5 separate regions of the Mus musculus genome follow, and regions 1, 2, 3 and 4 are each linked to region 5. Evidence: chromatin contacts called from public Hi-C, HiChIP or PLAC-seq and promoter capture Hi-C data. All regions are on one chromosome and are shown on one strand. The core of a region is the stretch at or near the end of the contact, and the rest is flanking DNA. Distances in the headings are between cores, read along the strand shown. Region 1 overlaps Iffo2 (intermediate filament family orphan 2). Region 2 overlaps Aldh4a1 (aldehyde dehydrogenase 4 family, member A1). Region 3 holds the start of Aldh4a1 (aldehyde dehydrogenase 4 family, member A1). Region 4 holds the start of Casp9 (caspase 9). Region 5 holds the start of Rcc2 (regulator of chromosome condensation 2).

Region 1 (3,015 bases), core at 461-2,960, 1.1 Mb after region 5:
GTGCATCTGGTTCTCTGCCCCACAGGAGACAAAAAAAAAAAAAAAAAACCAGACCCTGAATGTGGGCAGCAGCTGGCTACACAGATTGAGCCCACTGCCCCGAAGAGATGCCCTTCCCAGGGGTGGCAGCAGAAAAATCTGGCACAGCTGGCTGCCACGTTGACAGTGCAGAAATCTCTGCCCTTCAGCCACTGGCTGCCTGGGTTATCAGGGGACAGGCAGGTGGTATATCTTCCCCAGGATCCAGCTTCACCGAAATCCTGAAAGCCTTTGTTCCCAAGACTCCTATCAGGATGTGGCTCTGAGCTAGACCAGGGGGCTGGGGTCACCTTCAAGAGACCACCTGTGAGCAGATGGGTGGTTGGTTCTATTTTGTCCTGACACTCAGTTCGTCTGACTTCTAAGTGTGGTGTGGCAGATGCAAGAACCGGAGAGGAAGGTGTGTTCTTATACTGGGAGCGTTTAATCCCCCAAGGACTGCTCCCATGTTGAAGATGAGGAAGAATGTTAGCCTCCAGGCAAGGGTTAGCCTGCTCCTCTTCCTCCTCCTCCGAGGCTTTTCTCTCTCAGAATGCCGCCACAGATTTAAGGCAGACTGAGGGACCAGGATATATCCTCTCAGATGGCCTGGGCATCAATACCGCTCAGAGCTCTCTTCTAAGAATGAAGCCAGGGATAACGATAGGGCTCTAAGTGAGGCCACCTCCACCCTCTTCACCATGCCAGCATCTGAGGGCAGCCTCACCTTGCTCTGAGCACCCTGGGCCCTGGTTAGATGAAGCAAGGAGGGATTAGAGAAAAGAAGATCTCTGCAAAGGGAGAGCTGAGTCTACAGCTAGAGGCCAGCCTTGCGATCTCTTCTTGGTAGGAGTGTGATAGTCAACGATTGGAACGGGAATCCGTTCTCTCCACCATGTGGGGTATGTGGTGGCAAAACGCCTTTCCCTGCTGAGCCATCTTGCTGACCCTTATTAAATGAAAGGGCATGGGTTAGATGGGTAGACCAGAAGATGAATAGGTAGATGGATAGGTGGGTATGAAGGTGAATGGGGGCAGTGTGTGTGTGTGTGTGTGTGTGTGTGTGTGTGTGTGTGTGTGTGTGTGTGTGTGTGTGTGTGTGTATGAATGGGAGAGGGGATGAATGGGGCTGGGGGCAGGAATGAATGAAATGATCCACACTCAGGCCCCTTCCTTCGGCCTGAGCCCTACCCCAGGGTCTTATCTTTATCTCCCAGGCTGAGGAATCCACAACCAAATTCCCAGCACAACCAGGCTCTCTCTACAGCCACTGGGCTCAGACATCCCTCCTGGGGGAGGGGCAAAATACAGCCAGGACAGGAAGCTTGCAGGAGAAAGAGAAGCCTTCCCCTCCCACGACTTACAACCTTTCAAGGCCTGGAGGGGAGGCAGGGACATTAGACAATCAATGCAGAGAGAGGAAATGACCCCACAAAGGAGCCCCACCACCACCTCGGCGGCGGAAGAGGCACATGTGGGAGCCTGGCAGCTGGAGGGGGAGGTGGCAGCCTCGTCACAGCCAGATGTGGCCTCTCAGCATTCCAGAGGAGCCAGCGCTAGGACCACGTGACAGATGAGAAATCTCGGCTGACCACTGGGGGTGGGGTGGGGGAGGCAGCTTTAAAGCCAGCCTAGTCCGAGCTGCTGGAACCAGGCCAGTAGTTCTGCCTCTTGCATGAGCTCAAAATGACACACAGAAGCAGGAAGAAGCCCACAAAGTCTAGCTACGGAGAAACGGAAACCCAATCTGAAGCCGCTGACAGAGGGGCTGACTCATGGGTCTTTCATATCCTGTGCAGTCAGAGAAAGGCTCAAAGGCCCCAGAAGAAAGTGGGTGCAGCCCCAGCAAATAATTAGAGCATCACAGACAACCCCGGGCCCATGGGGAGTCCATCCCAGAGTCCCCAGACTGTACAGACAGAAGCAGAAATGAAGACATTCAGAAAGGAGACACTTTTATGCCCCCCTTGATTTGACTATCAGACTACGGAAACAATGAACCTCAAGAAATGGAACCCCCCCCCCCCCAAGGAATCTCATAACAGCGCAAGGGAAAAGGCGACAGCCAAAAGGGAACCTGGTCTCCTGGAAAAGGATTCCACACAGTTTTAACCAATGAGGGTGAAGCCAGACGATGATAGGTCAGTGGCGGGGCAGAACCGCACTCTGTCCAAGGCTGGATAGATGCTCAAACCCATGGCTATTTAAACACTTCCCCTCGCTTCGAGCCCCCAAGAGTGACTTGAGGGGGTCATTGTCCCTCTCCCCAGTGTGGCCACACTGAGAACGTCTTCCTCTCTCACACTATTAATCTGGCTGTTTTAATTAGCTGCTCAAGAATGGCTTCTTCGGGTATAGACAGCGACTCCAAGTTTGGTAACATTCCAACGCCTGTTCCCACATCCCCCGGCTGTGATATCCCAGGCGAACTCATCGCCCTTTGTGAGTTGCTTTTCTATATTCCCCATTTCTGAAGATAGTTGTGGGAACCACTCTGCAAGTAGAGGAAGAGGAGGGTGAAGAAGACCCCAGCGCCGAGACAGGGCTGAGCATCGGATCCTGCACTTCAGCTCAGTCTAGCTCCAAGTGCAGGCCAGGCAGGCAAGGGCGCTGGGCGGGAGCCTCAGGGTGGGGTGGGGGTGGGACAACAAGAATGGTCCCGCCTGGCAGCAGGCACGCCCAGGCCGACTCACTCAGGTGATGGGAAACAGGCGCAGGTGAGGCTGGGCTGGAGCCCTCAGTGGAAAACTTCACTCTGGGCCAAGCGTGGGCCGGGGCCTGGCCCTGGCCCTGGGTGGGGGTGGACGGCAGCTTCCTTTCCTGTGGTCTGCCTAAGCCTTCTCTGTTCCAGCCCACTCACCAAGGGGAAGTCATCCCACTACCCTGGGGCAGGACCAGGTATGGGCAGACAAGGGGCTTCCAGCAGAGCAGAGGTTCAGCCAAAGGCCCTTATGTGCTAGACAGGAGCGTCAGCAGAGACCAACCAGGGAGCCTTGG
Region 2 (2,902 bases), core at 236-2,735, 1.1 Mb after region 5:
AGAGTTCATAAGTCCATAACTGAGAAGCTCAGTTGCTATGGGCAACCCAGGCACACATCAGAGGCCAGCTAACTCAGGAAGGGCCTCCCATGGGTCCCACCTCACACTAGGGGTTAGAAGGCTGAGCCATCATCAGTCCCGGCTTCTACTGTCAAGTGCACCCCAGGCAGAAGTTCTCTGAGGTCTCAGCAAAGTGTGTTCTACAACTCCTGGCCCCACGGGGACTGTGCAAAATGGGGTTCCGTGGCCCAGGGAGTCCGGGAAACACTGCATAGCCAGTTATACTCTCTGAGGATATAAATGGAGTACTAAAAGCTCTGAGAAACCCTGGAGGAGGAGAGTCCATTGGCTTTGCCTCACAACGTGCATCAAGTGTTTGTGATCAGAGAATGGTTTCTCAGGGAGAGAGTTACCACTGCTGATGAGAGACCACGCTGCTGTCCTCTCAGCTAGCTTCCTCCTTTCCTGTCCCCCCTCCACACCCACAAATGGGCTCCTTCCTCCCCTGCTCAGACCCGTGCTTTCCACACAGCAGCCCTGAGTCATGTGTGCCACCAACACAGGTCCAAAAAGGAACACAGCTTTCAGTCCCCGCCACAGGCATGATTAGGTGTTTCATGCTCACACATAGCTCCGGGGGCGGGGGGGGGGGGGAGGAGTGTCACTGTGCAGGCTGATAGAGAAGTCCCCATTGTTGGCTCAAAGGATCCCAAGAAGATCCAAGTGACCCTTCTCTTTCTCCTGGTTGCTCATAATGGCTCAGGAAGGGGGGGTCCCTGGAAGCGTGTGAGGGGCGGGGCTCACCTCCAGCCAAGCGTGGGAAGGTACGGAACCGGTCCAGGTTCTGGGCCACCTGCCTCCACAGGTGTTTGAAGGTGCTAGAACCAAGAGACACAGTGTCAAGAAGCCACGAGAGGAAGAGGCTAAAAAGACCTGGGGGAAATGCCTAAGGCGGGTGTGCAGGGGTCACGGTAGTACCAGGAGGAACTAAGTGGATACTGGCAGCTGTGATGGGGGTGGGGTGGCACCCAGAAGGCCCAGATGTGAAAACAGATAGTGCTGGTCCCGGGCTCTGACACAGGGCTGTGTGAAGTGTCGCCAAGCCTCCAATTCTGCACCTCACCTGAAGAATGAGCTCGGCCCACAGGCGTTCCAGAATAAGCCCGAACTTAGGCTCACGCTGGGCACACTGCAGTCGCTCAAAAGCAACACACACCTCGGTGGCTATGGGGAGCATCCTGGCCCAGGGCCTGGCCTGACAGACCAAACCAACAGCTCAGGCCACCCGGACCTGCCGCCCCTGAGACACAAGCCTCCTCCCCGGGCTTCACTGTGACCAACCTCAACACCACAAAACAATAAAAATGCTAATCACCCGGCACAGCAGCTAACGGTAATTTATGACTTTGCTACCTTCGGCCTAGCAGCTTGCTAGAGCGTAGCAAACAGGGGGCCAGGCCCTCTCTCTGCCTGCTAACAGGCAGAGACCCGAGCACTGGCAGGACAGGCCTCTGGGGAAAAGGCCCTGTCAGCACTCCTCAAGCTACCAACCACCCACACTGGCGAACCAGGCACGGAGGGTGCAGAGACGCCATTGCAGGTGCCACACAGTAAGGGCTGCAGATGCTAAATGGGACACGGGGCTGTCCCAGTCAGCTCCACCCACTCGACCAGAAAGCTCCTCAGTCAGTGACCTACACATGACTCAACTGCCCCCAAGCCTGTATACCCTGACAGTATCAATCCCTCTTCCTACCGAGGCCAGACTGTCCCGGACTCAGACCCTGGCTGCAGACCCCCACTGGCTCACCACCCTGCTTGGTGTACTATGCCCTAGGCTCTGAGATCTCTACATGATCCATAGCTATTATCCCAATCCCTGAAGCTCCCAACTTCCAGACCTTTTGAAGCCGAATCCTAGGAGAGAGTACAGACAGGAGAGGAGGGCAAACAGTGGGCAGACCTGGGATACACAGACCCAGGTATGGAGAGGGTCTGAGGAAGCTACAAAGTGTTGTCCACCTCTAGCTAATGAGACGTGCAGGCCCAGGGGGACCGGAACATACACCACATAAGGTTTAAAAGATAAAACACTCCCAATTAGACATGTCCGGGCTATGGCTCTTAGGAATCCAAGAAAACAAAGCTAGCCCCTCTTAGATCCAATGGGCAACCCCAGCCTGAAACAGTACAGTGCTTAGACCAATTCCCTAGAACCTTCCGCGTCTCCCACCACCTTCCGCGTGCAGCCCACACACACCTCTGCAGATTCGGAAGACTCCTAGGAGCTGCTGGGCCAAATCTGAAAGATGGGACCCAGGGAGGCGGAGTGGACAGGTGGCGAGCAGGGACCTTGACCTCATAGCTAACTTATCTCCAGCCTTGACACAGAACTCTGTGCTTCGGGGGGGGGGGGGTGGGGGGTGTTGGGGGTTGGGGGTTGGAAGACACTTGCTGAGTCTGCGTGCTGATGCCTGGTCTGCCCCTCTGACTCCACCCTCCAGGCCCAGGGGACACGCCCTGCAAAGTATCACAGGCTTAGCCAGCAGGCCCCCTTAGTATCCTCCTCCTTCCTATAACCCTGTTCCCACCTCCTCACCTCTGCCTAGCCAACCTTCCACGGGGGTGCCTCCTCCACAATGCAGGCCCAGCATCTCCTGTTTCCAGCTCACCCGTTCATGCCCTCTGTGGTGGGAGGCTGTCCTCAGCCACGGGCTGTGTTTCCAGCCCACACAATGGTTCACCTTTTCCATCCTTTCAAAGATTCACCAAGATAGGGACCCCTCCACTCTCATTCGGCACAGTGGCTCGCCCATGCTCACACAGAGGGAGTGGGCAAGGCCAGCGTGTGACCGCTGGGTTCACAGCCGCAAACATCAGCTCATATCCCTACACCCCATGT
Region 3 (3,180 bases), core at 158-2,657, 1.1 Mb after region 5:
AAAGAGGTCACAACTCAGTGGAGGTGGACACGGTGGGTCACAGGCCACAGAGCAGGCAAACAGTAACCAAAGTAGGGGTGTGGGGGTGCTGTGTAAACTGTACAAGGAAGGCAGGCAGAAATGGGGAATAATACCCAAGTTCAAACAGGCCGTGAGCCATACTGGGGCAGGATATTGGAACACATCACTAAGGCAGCCAGGATTCTGGCTGAAAGCAAGCAGCTCTCTGCCCTAGGGCTTACCTGTCTCTTCATTACGTTTGTTTGTTTGTTTGTTTGTTTGTTTGTTTTTGAGACAGGGTTTCTCGTGTATCCCTGACCCTCCTCGAACCTGCTCTTGCAGAACAAGCTGGCCTTGCACTCAGTGACCTGCCTGCCTCTGCCTCCCGGTGATTTATTAAGGAACTTGTCTGAATGGATTTAGGCAAACCTCAAAATGAGCCCCATGCCACGCAGAGCCGCATCACACGTTATAAAAGTCATTATGGCACCCACCGTAAAACAAAAGCCCAATATTGAACAAAAAGGGAGTGGGGTGGAGAGGTCCCTGGGAGTGTCGGAAGGCTCCAGAATGGGAACACAGGGCCGGCCAAGGTCTGGGAGAATCAGCAAATTTGAAATATACAGCGTTAGGAGAAAGAGGGGTGTAGGAAGGGGGCGTGGGCACAAATCCGGACGCCACACCCTCCCTGGGGTTCCTTGGATAGGAAAACTGGCCATCTAGGACATTGGTTTGCAACCTGTAGGTCGCCACCCCGAGCGATCCTTTCACAGGGGTCGCATATCAGCTATTCTGCATATTAGATATTTACATGACGATTTATAACAGTAGCAAAATACGGTTATGAAGTGGCATAATTTTTCGGTTGGGGAGTCACCACACCAAGAGGAAAGGGTCACAGCATTTGTTAAGAACCACTGCTCTAGAGAGACCTGGTAAGGCGCCACAGGTTCTCCATGGGAGAGTGGCTCTGCAGGTCGCGACCCGGCGCGCACTTAGGGGAGCCATAGGGACCCTGGAGATAATGGCTGCAACCTGGAGGACCCACAGAGTGGGATCTGTCCACGGCTCTCAGGACTCAGGCAGCAGAGGGGTTCACTCACCCAGCGCCCCTCCAGGCATGGGACAGCAGGGATCGGCGGAGCGACGGCAGCGGCAGCATCGCGGAGACTCTTAACAGTCTTGCGCAGCTGTGGGAAGCTCAGAGTCAGCCCCACCGGGCTGGACTAGACAAGCCCGGAGCGCACTACCTCTGCGGGAGGCGCAGCATCGCCCGGTCCACCTCCTTCGGGGCCCCTCCTCGGGTACCCTTCCCCCTCTGTCAATAAACATCAGCTGTATTTAACATCAAAATTGCTACTGTGGACTGCGGGTCAAGAGAATGCAGCAGAAAAGCCCTGAAATGATACTCTCTTCTCCTCGTCTCCTCTCCTTATGGTATGACCCAAGGAGAGAGGGCGTGAGCCTCACTGACCAATCAGAGTCTCGCATGAAAGCCTCCAGGCCAATCAGCAGGACAGGCAAGCTGCAGCCTTCTTAGGCAGGGCTGGAGAGTTGCAGGAGCCAATGACAGATCCTGCACAGAGCGCGTGCTCAGTAGTAGAAGTGGCCGGGGGGGGGGGGGGGGGGGGACCCGGTCGACGCGACAGGTGCTACTTGGGTCCCCAACACTTGGTGGCTGGAAGGCTGGACATCTGCAGGCTACAACTCTGCCCGGGCCCGCCGAGCCACACCAAGGCCAGCTCCCTGCCACCTCCCCGGGGGCTGCCACCGTGCATGGAGCCTGATCTGCCCTCCATCTCCCAGCCTGGCTCAGGGCCAAGCCTGGGCTTGCTTCCTTCCAGATTGGAATCAGAATGAGATAAAACCCTAGCGGGCCTGAACTTAACGTTCTTCGTTTTAATTTTCTTTATTTCTTCCTTTTCTTAAAAGCCTCTAGCCACAAAAACCAGTTGTTCCTGCCTCTGTCCCTCTGTCCCTCTGCCCCGTGGTTAAAATTTTCAGTTTTCTTCATGAGACGTTGTTTGATGAATACTCGAACGTATTAAAACAGCTTCCGAAACCTGCTCTTAGAATGATGCCTTAGGGAACCACTGTATTCCTAAGATACTGGTATGGGTTTTCTTACTTTATTCTCTTTGGGTTTTGTTTTTGTTTAATTTTTTTAATTTTTTTTTTTTGGCTTGGTTTTACTTTTTCAGACAGGGTTTCTCTGTGTAGCCTTGGCTATCCTGGAACTGGCTCTATAGACCAGGCCCTGAATTTACAGAGATCCACCCGCAGGTCTGCCTCCAGAGTGCTGGGATTAAAGGCCTGCACCACCACAGTCCTGCTTCAACGTGTTTCTCTGTCTTTGACAATGTAACCAGGGCATTTACTTTGGGGTCCCTCTGGTTCTAATTTGATACCACACTGGGCAGATTCGCCTCAAAACACCATGACCAAAAAGCAAGTGGGGAGTTAAAGGTTTACGTGTGCAAATTTTCAGCTCATCACTGAGGCAGGAACCTGGAGGCAGGAGCTGATGCAGAAGCCGTGGAGGGACGCTGCTTACTGGCTTGCTCAGCCTTACAGGTGGACCGCCAGTCCAGGGGTTGGACTACCTAGAATAGGCTGGGCCCTCCCACATCAATCACAAATTAAGAATTTTTTTTGCCCAAGTAGCTGTGCAGTGGTAGTGCATACCTTTACATCTAGCACTTAGGAGGTAGATGCAGACAGATCTCTGAGTTTGAGGCTAGCCTGGTCTACAGAGTGAGTTCCAGTCTATACAGAGAAACCTTGTCTCAAATAACTAAAATGATAATAATACTAATACTAACAATAATGTAATAATTAATTAACTAATTAATAAAACAGAAAAAGAAAGAAAAGGAAATGCCCTACAGGCTTGCCCACAGGCTGATCTTTTGGAGACATTTTCTTTTTTTTTCCTTTTTCTTTTTTTTAGAAAAGATTTACTTATTTATTATATGTAAGTATAATACTTGTTTCTCTTCAGATACACCAGAAGAGGGCATCAGAAACCATTATAGATGGTTGTGAGCCACCATGTGGTTGCTGAGATTTGAACTCAGGACCTCTGGAAGAGCAGACCGTGCTCTTAACTGCTGAGCCATCTCTCCAGCCTTGGAGGCATATTCTTAAAATTTTTTGTCCCCTTCTTTCAGATGCCACCAG
Region 4 (2,969 bases), core at 155-2,654, 1.1 Mb before region 5:
GTTCCAATACAGATGCTGGAGACAGCCTTGTAGACAGTCCCCCAGGGCCTGGCACTCATATCCTCTCAGAAAGAAATATTCCCTTTTCAGACCTGTGGTGAGGCATCAACTGGAACAAAGATGCTAAAGTGGTTTTTTTTTTCTCTTTTTAGAGTCCTTTAAGAGTTTTTACTCTGTATCTTCCAATAGAAGATGCATTTATGCATACAGCTATCCTGTTTTCTCTGTAATTTTCATACTCATCTTTAGACTTTGAACAAGTTGACCTTTTCCCTTGTGTAATACAGAATTTTATCAAGCTAAAATTGAACTCTAGTACAATGAAAATAATACTGCCACCATTATATTTTGATCCAGAATAATTCCACTCACACAGTAATCCATATAGCGTAGAAATTCAATACACCCCTTTACACAAGCCATCAACATTGTGACTCATGCTCTAGGTTTAAGTGGGCGAAAGTGGATTAAAAAAAATCAAATGTTTGATTTTATTCTTCTGCATTACCTGCATCAAATTCCTTCTTTTCTGAACTCCTTTATAAAACATGCACTTGATAAAAGCCCAGCCAAAAAAGACAGATCCTGATTCTATGTCCTTGTCCTAGGACAGGATGACCACCGTTCCATTTCACAGCCCTAGAAACTGAGATTCAAAAACGGGAAGTGACTGGTACAATGTGCCAGTATAAGGCTAAAGTGGGTGTCTAGGGCCCTTATACTAGAGAAGAGAAAAATCATAAAAGTTCAAACGGTGCAGATTACAGACCGCTTTTAACAAACACTCCACAAAAGAGGAGCATGGGTTCTTCTATTTTATTCTTGTGGCGAACTAAGAGGGCAGTACTGGGGAAGGTTTTAAAAATGGAGTTCCCACACCATGGTTTCCCAGGGCGTGGATTGCACAGGGTGCAAAGCGGAAAAAAAGGGCAGGAGCTCCGTAGTGGCTTCAGAGAACCTCTCAGCGACCTCCCAGTCCCTATCTGCGCCGCGGGAAAAAGAGGGCGGACACAAGGAGGCGGGGCGCACCTGAATATCCTCGATCATGTCGCGCGTGAAGAGCTCTCGACTCAGCAGAGCGTCCCAGAGCTCCGCGACTTGCAGCTCGCTCACTAGGCGCACCCTGCATCGCCGCAGGAGCTGCCGGTCCGCCTCGTCCATGGCGAGCCGATTGCGGGACCCCGGGTTCTGTCCGCTTCCGGCCCTCGGGTTCCGCCCCGGCGCCCACGCCCCGCCCCCACATAGCGCCTCCAGGGATCCCGCTCCGGCCAGCGGTCACCCGGTCCACTGGGCTCCGCTCCGCCCCGCCCCGCCCCGCCCCGCGGCCTGTGACTCGCGCTCACTGGGCTCCACCTCCGCAATCAAAACAGCTCCCACGGCCGCTCACCCCACCACCAGCCCCCAACACCTCCCTCAACGCCGCGCTCTCAGGCCCCGCCCCTTCGCCACGCCCTACGACCGCGCTGCTTCGCCACGCCCACTGGCGCTGCATTCAAGCTCCGCCCCATCACTTCGCCGTACGGACTAAGACCTGCCTCACATGATAACGCTTCTCCCCTAGGACTCGCCCCTCCTCGCCTCGTAGACCAGCAATCCCGCCCTACCGAGTTCCTTCGCCCCGCCCCGAAGCCCTCCTTTGCATCCCAGACTCTCCCCTAGGGTTCCAGGCCTTGTGGTTGCCTTGCTATCTTGCTCCCATTTGCTGGTTCTGCTTAGCGGTAGTTGTAACTTTTCCCCTCGCATGGCGATTGCTCTACCAAAATTCACAATGACCCTACTTCTACAGATACTCAAAGGATCACGAGAGAAAAGGGAAGAAAACCACGCCTAGACATTTGTCCTAGATCTTTCAAGTCCCTTGCTGGCTGTGGCTTTCTAACGCTGCGGCTAGTAAACCTCTTGCTGCCTGCTGTTTCAGGGCTATCGTGCCCTCAATCTAACCAAGCTCATTGGTTAGATCTCGCTCTCTTTCCCTCCTCAGCACCTCCCCCAGAGAAACTGCCAGGAATCTAATCCTATGTTCTCTCAGTTTTGTACCACTTATTTCCACGACTTAAAAAGTAATTGAAATAACTGGAGAGATGGCTCAGCGGTTAAGAACACCAACTGCTATTCTGAAGGTCATGAGTTCAAATCCCAGCAACCACATGGTGGTTCAACAACCATCTGTATTGAGAAATGACACCCTCTTCTGATGTCTGAAGACAGCTACAGTGTACTTACATGTAATAAATAAATAAATCTTTAAAAAAAGTAATTGAACAAGGTCTGAAGAGATGGATGGTTCAGGGTAAAGAGGACCAGCTGTTCTTCCAGAGGTCCTGAGTTCAAATCCCAGCCACCACATAGTGGTTTACAACCATCTGTAATGGGATCTGATTCCCTCTGTGCATGAAGACAGAGTGCTCATATATGCATTAACTAATTAAACACATTTTTAAAAAAGTAATTGGGCATTGTGCTAGCCCCTTACGCTATTCTCTCTGCTAGCCTTATGCCACATTCCTGACAGGGATATAGTTATTCCTTGATGACAGCTGTAGACATGTGTCAGGGATCTCACAGCGTGACCAGAACCAGAATAGACTCATAGCCAAGAATCCACCTTGGAATATGTCAAACGATAATATTACACTTGTTTCCTGATTTGGGCATCAGTCAACATTTCCTTCCATAAAATAGGATGTACACTCGGGAGGAGCAGCTGAGGTGAATTTACAAACAGGAAATCTGGGGAGAGCAGTAATGAGAAACTCAAAGGGGGTTAGTTGCCCCAAAGTAAAGGAGATTCACCACGTTGGCTAAAACTGGCTTGTTTGGGGATTTGGCAGTTATCCCTGCCACCTGATTTCTCAGACTGTTAAATAACCTAGTTTCAGCTTGGTAAAAATAAACATGAGTGAGTGCAAATTGGTCTGCTGGTGCCAGTGCAGAAAATCAATCCAAAACACAGGTATAGTATAGGTCAC
Region 5 (3,087 bases), core at 520-3,019:
CCACCTTTTGCAGAACACCCTTGGGAACATGGGCAACACTCTCCCGAGGGTCAAGCTCCATCTCTTTCTTAGAGTTAACAGAGAACGTGATCTCCGGGACACAGAGGCGGAGGGGGTAGAGGGGTGTATCACCGAAAACTTGCTTTTACAAAGTTCTGGCGGAGACTCAAGCGGACCCTGGGCCCGGCTCTGCGGGGCTTCCTCTCCACCACCACCCCCGCCCCCGCGAAAGCTCAAGTTCCACGGCCCAGACCGGAGCCTCAGGGGAGCACCGACCCCACTGGCCCCCACGCCGCGAGGACCCGAGGCAGACAAAGCCCAGCGCCGCTCCGCGGGGGGTCGCGGGTGGGAGGGGAGCCCCGGGGTGGGGAGGGCCTCCGAGGAGCATGCGCGCTCACGGCCGCGCCGCGCGGGCCCCCACCATGCCCCGCGCGCACCGGCCGGGCCGACCGCGCCGGGCTAACACGGAGCATGCGCGCCGCGCGCCAGGCCCCGCCCCCCCGGGGCGCCCGAGCCGCAGCGGCGGGAACCTCAAAGCCCCGGCGCGAGCCGGCTGCTCCCCGCGGACTGCCCTCCCCCCTCGGGGGGAGGAAGAGACGCGGGGGTGGGGGGGAGGAGGGGGGTGGACGCACGGGGGGGAAGGAGGGACTGACAGCCCCCGCGTGGCCGCGCACACCCGGTCCCCCCCCTCCCCCGGCCCGGGACTGGCTCCCCGGAGTTCCCCCGCGCGGCGTGGGGGAGGGGCGGGGCGTGACCCCACGGCGCCCCTCCCCCCCAAAACCGCCAACCGCCCCCGCCCCACTCACGACGCGCTCCTTCGTGTGCTCGGGCTCCGTGATGATCGCGGCCGCGCCGGCCGCCTTGCCCGCCGTCGCCGGCCTGGCTGTGCGCTTGCCGCCGCCGGGGGCCCCGTCCAGCTCCGGGCCGTCCTCGTCGCCGCTGCTGCCGCCGCCGCTGCTGCTGCTGCAGCGCTCGGGCCGCTCGCGCTTCCTGCCCGCGGGGCCGCCGCGTCGCCGGGGCCCCGCGCGCGCCGTGCCGTTGCCCGAACTCGGCTCCTCCCAGGCCGCCCCCTTCTTCCTGGGCATGGTCGCCGGGCTGCGGGAGACACACGGGGCGCACAATGCACACGGGGCGGGCTGCGGGGCGGGGGAGGGGACGCGCGGCGCGGCGTGGGCCGCCCCACCTGCTGCTCCCTCGCCCCTCCCCACGCCGCGCGCCACGCGGGGACCCCCCCCTGTACCCCGGCCGGGCCCCAAGCACCTGCGAGCACGCGCGAAAAGAGGAACTTTCGTGGGGCCCCAGCCCGGCCCCCGCGGCCCGGCGCTCGCCCCGTCTGCTTTTTTTTTTTTTTTTTTTTTTTATTGATTTTGAACAATGGGATCTCTGTCTGTCTCCGATTAAACCACGTGGATCCGCCTTCCTTCCCCTTCTTATTCATTCCGTCCCCCAACCCCCCCTTCCCCAGCGTCTTTTTTTTTTTTTTTAACCTTTCTCGGGGGGGAAGGGGGAGGGAGAGGAGAAAAAAAAAGAGGAAAAAAAAAAAACTTTCCCAGACCCTGCAAACTGGTCCCAGACGGTTTCCAGCCCCTACCTGGTTGGAGTGATGAGAAACGAGGAGGGAAGCGACTGAAAGACGGGGTCGAAGGCTTCTTCTCTCCCCGGCCGGGACGAGGGCTCCAGCCCACTCACCAGATACACTTAAAATGTAAATACGAGCTTCCAGAACAAATGCTACAACACAAAACAGAAACACATGTGCGGCCGGGCGGCAAGCGAGCGCGCGCGCGGCGGGCGGCGAGGGGCCCCGGGTGCGCGCGCCCCCTACCGGCCGGAGGACCCCACCGCCCAGCCGGGCCGCCCACCCGAGCCTGCGTCCCGGACGCCCGGCGCCACGCCGCAGGCCCCGCTGGGCCCCGCCGCTTGCGCGCTCCGCACGCCCTTGCACGCAGCGCGGCCTGCGCGTCACAAGGCGTCTTCGGGGCTCGGGAGAGTGTCAGATTCTCTTGTTTTTTCCCCCTGAGCGTCTAGACAGGTCACCTGAGGACACTCGCTGGAAAATAGTTGCTTTGCTCACGCAGCAGCCAGCGAGGGACGTGCCCTAATTGAGTGATGGGAATGAAAAATGAACACAATTTGAGTAACTTTCTCCTGTGCAGACTCAGGGTAGATTTGATACGTCGTGGATGCGTCCAGAGTGTGCAGCCGGGTGCTGTTAGAATGATCAAGTTACATAAAGGTTTGGTGTAGTATGAAATTAGTAATTAGCTGGGGGACGTACTATGAAATTAGTAATTAGCATAGGTGGACTTGAAAGTACTTGTGATGGGAATTTTCTTCATTTTAAAAACGTATTTACCGCGCCTCAGTACAAGCAAGACTAGATGCAAAGGTGCTAGAAGCTTAGAATACAGACCTGGAGAACAAGATCTCTGCCCAGTTGGAAGGCGAAGTAAGAGGAAAGATTAAGAAATTACTGAAAGCATGGTACTTACCGGGTTCCAGGATCAAGGAAGGCGTTCCCTGGGAGAGCTGAGTTTTAAAATTGTAAAGAATCTGACCTGGCAGAAGTGGGAGAGGAAACCTTTCCCCTACCCCGTGGGACAGTGCAGGGTCTAGGAATCCGGGAAGAGAAGTGGCCAGAGGTGCTGGGGTCAAGGCTGAGGAGTCGACAGGGCCCCCCTCACAGGACCCGACAAGCCACGTGCACGATCGGCTTGGTTGGAACTAGGGGAAGGTTTGCATCTCAGTGTCACTTTCTCTTCTGACAAATGTTTTTCTTTGGGGTTTTGTTTCCGTCTCATGTAGCCCAGGCTGGCCTGAAACTGACCGTGTAGCCCAGGCTGACATTGAACCTGATCCTCCTACTTCTCTCTCTCTCTCTCGAGCGCCCGAGTTAACACTGAAAGTTTCTTTTTTGGCAACTTCCTTGGTTGACTAGAGAGAGTTTCTAGGGTCTTTGCAGTTCGTTCTTAATTACATCAAGAAGCGGGATGGGGGCGGGGGGAGGGTGCACAGGACCAAACGTTTGAAGGCAGGCGGAGAATCCTGGAGAACCAAATCTAAGTTATTTGATCAAAGTCACCAGCC

Evidence for each region. Promoter capture Hi-C pulls out the DNA fragments that hold promoters and counts their contacts. Hi-C and Micro-C count contacts between places; a contact is called where the count stands out from the background. HiChIP or PLAC-seq counts read pairs in DNA pulled down with a chosen protein or histone mark.
Region 1: a promoter capture Hi-C map of liver shows a contact between it and region 5, with 5 times the contacts expected there. The contact joins the enhancer-like site here to the promoter of Rcc2 in region 5. A contact is called at or near these places in 3 of 39 promoter capture datasets (frontonasal cranial neural crest, hippocampal neurons and liver), 1 of 484 Hi-C or Micro-C datasets (embryonic stem cells), 4 of 115 datasets of contacts at active chromatin or transcription factors (astrocytes, embryonic hindbrain, embryonic stem cells and 1 more) and 1 of 9 other capture datasets (embryonic stem cells).
Region 2: an H3K27ac HiChIP or PLAC-seq map of acute myeloid leukemia shows a contact between it and region 5, with 15 times the contacts expected there. The contact joins the enhancer-like site here to the promoter of Rcc2 in region 5. A contact is called at or near these places in 1 of 39 promoter capture datasets (hippocampal neurons), 2 of 484 Hi-C or Micro-C datasets (the G1E-ER4 cell line and cortical neurons) and 8 of 115 datasets of contacts at active chromatin or transcription factors (acute myeloid leukemia, astrocytes, embryonic forebrain and 5 more).
Region 3: a contact with region 5 is called in an H3K27ac HiChIP or PLAC-seq map of acute myeloid leukemia, with 10 times the contacts expected there. The contact joins the promoter of Aldh4a1 here to the promoter of Rcc2 in region 5. A contact is called at or near these places in 1 of 39 promoter capture datasets (liver), 1 of 15 datasets of contacts at CTCF or cohesin (large pre-B cells), 1 of 484 Hi-C or Micro-C datasets (B cells) and 11 of 115 datasets of contacts at active chromatin or transcription factors (T-cell acute lymphoblastic leukemia, acute myeloid leukemia, astrocytes and 7 more).
Region 4: a Hi-C map of CD8 T cells shows a contact between it and region 5, with 5 times the contacts expected there. The contact joins the promoter of Casp9 here to the promoter of Rcc2 in region 5. A contact is called at or near these places in 1 of 39 promoter capture datasets (pre-B cells), 2 of 484 Hi-C or Micro-C datasets (CD4 T cells and CD8 T cells) and 1 of 115 datasets of contacts at active chromatin or transcription factors (pancreatic cancer cells).

The regions. Positions count from the first base shown.
Region 1 is chr4:139,597,791-139,600,805 of GRCm38.p6, reverse strand. All of the region lies in intron 1 of Iffo2 (intermediate filament family orphan 2), which reads right to left. Among named protein-coding and RNA genes, the nearest start is that of Aldh4a1, 24 kb to the left of the region's middle. RefSeq lists an enhancer at 1-3,015. Within about 2 kb of position 1,710, at least 322 of the 459 cell types and tissues checked have an H3K27ac peak or open chromatin away from gene starts, as enhancers often do. A contact at or near this core is called in astrocytes, embryonic stem cells, liver and 1 more, where this site is marked.
Region 2 is chr4:139,638,589-139,641,490 of GRCm38.p6, reverse strand. Aldh4a1 (aldehyde dehydrogenase 4 family, member A1) reads right to left here. Exons shown (of 15, transcript NM_175438.4): 9 at 805-878. Among named protein-coding and RNA genes, the nearest start is that of Mir7020, 4.0 kb to the left of the region's middle. Within about 2 kb of position 1,485, at least 44 of the 459 cell types and tissues checked have an H3K27ac peak or open chromatin away from gene starts, as enhancers often do. A contact at or near this core is called in the G1E-ER4 cell line and acute myeloid leukemia, where this site is marked.
Region 3 is chr4:139,621,121-139,624,300 of GRCm38.p6, reverse strand. Aldh4a1 (aldehyde dehydrogenase 4 family, member A1) reads right to left here and starts at 1,407. Exons shown (of 15, transcript NM_175438.4): 1 at 1,104-1,407. The coding sequence starts at 1,162.
Region 4 is chr4:141,792,047-141,795,015 of GRCm38.p6, reverse strand. Casp9 (caspase 9) reads right to left here and starts at 1,404. Exons shown (of 9, transcript NM_015733.5): 1 at 1,030-1,404. The coding sequence starts at 1,161.
Region 5 is chr4:140,700,155-140,703,241 of GRCm38.p6, reverse strand. Rcc2 (regulator of chromosome condensation 2) reads right to left here and starts at 1,769. Exons shown (of 13, transcript NM_173867.5): 1 at 1,592-1,769; 2 at 807-1,095. The coding sequence starts at 1,085.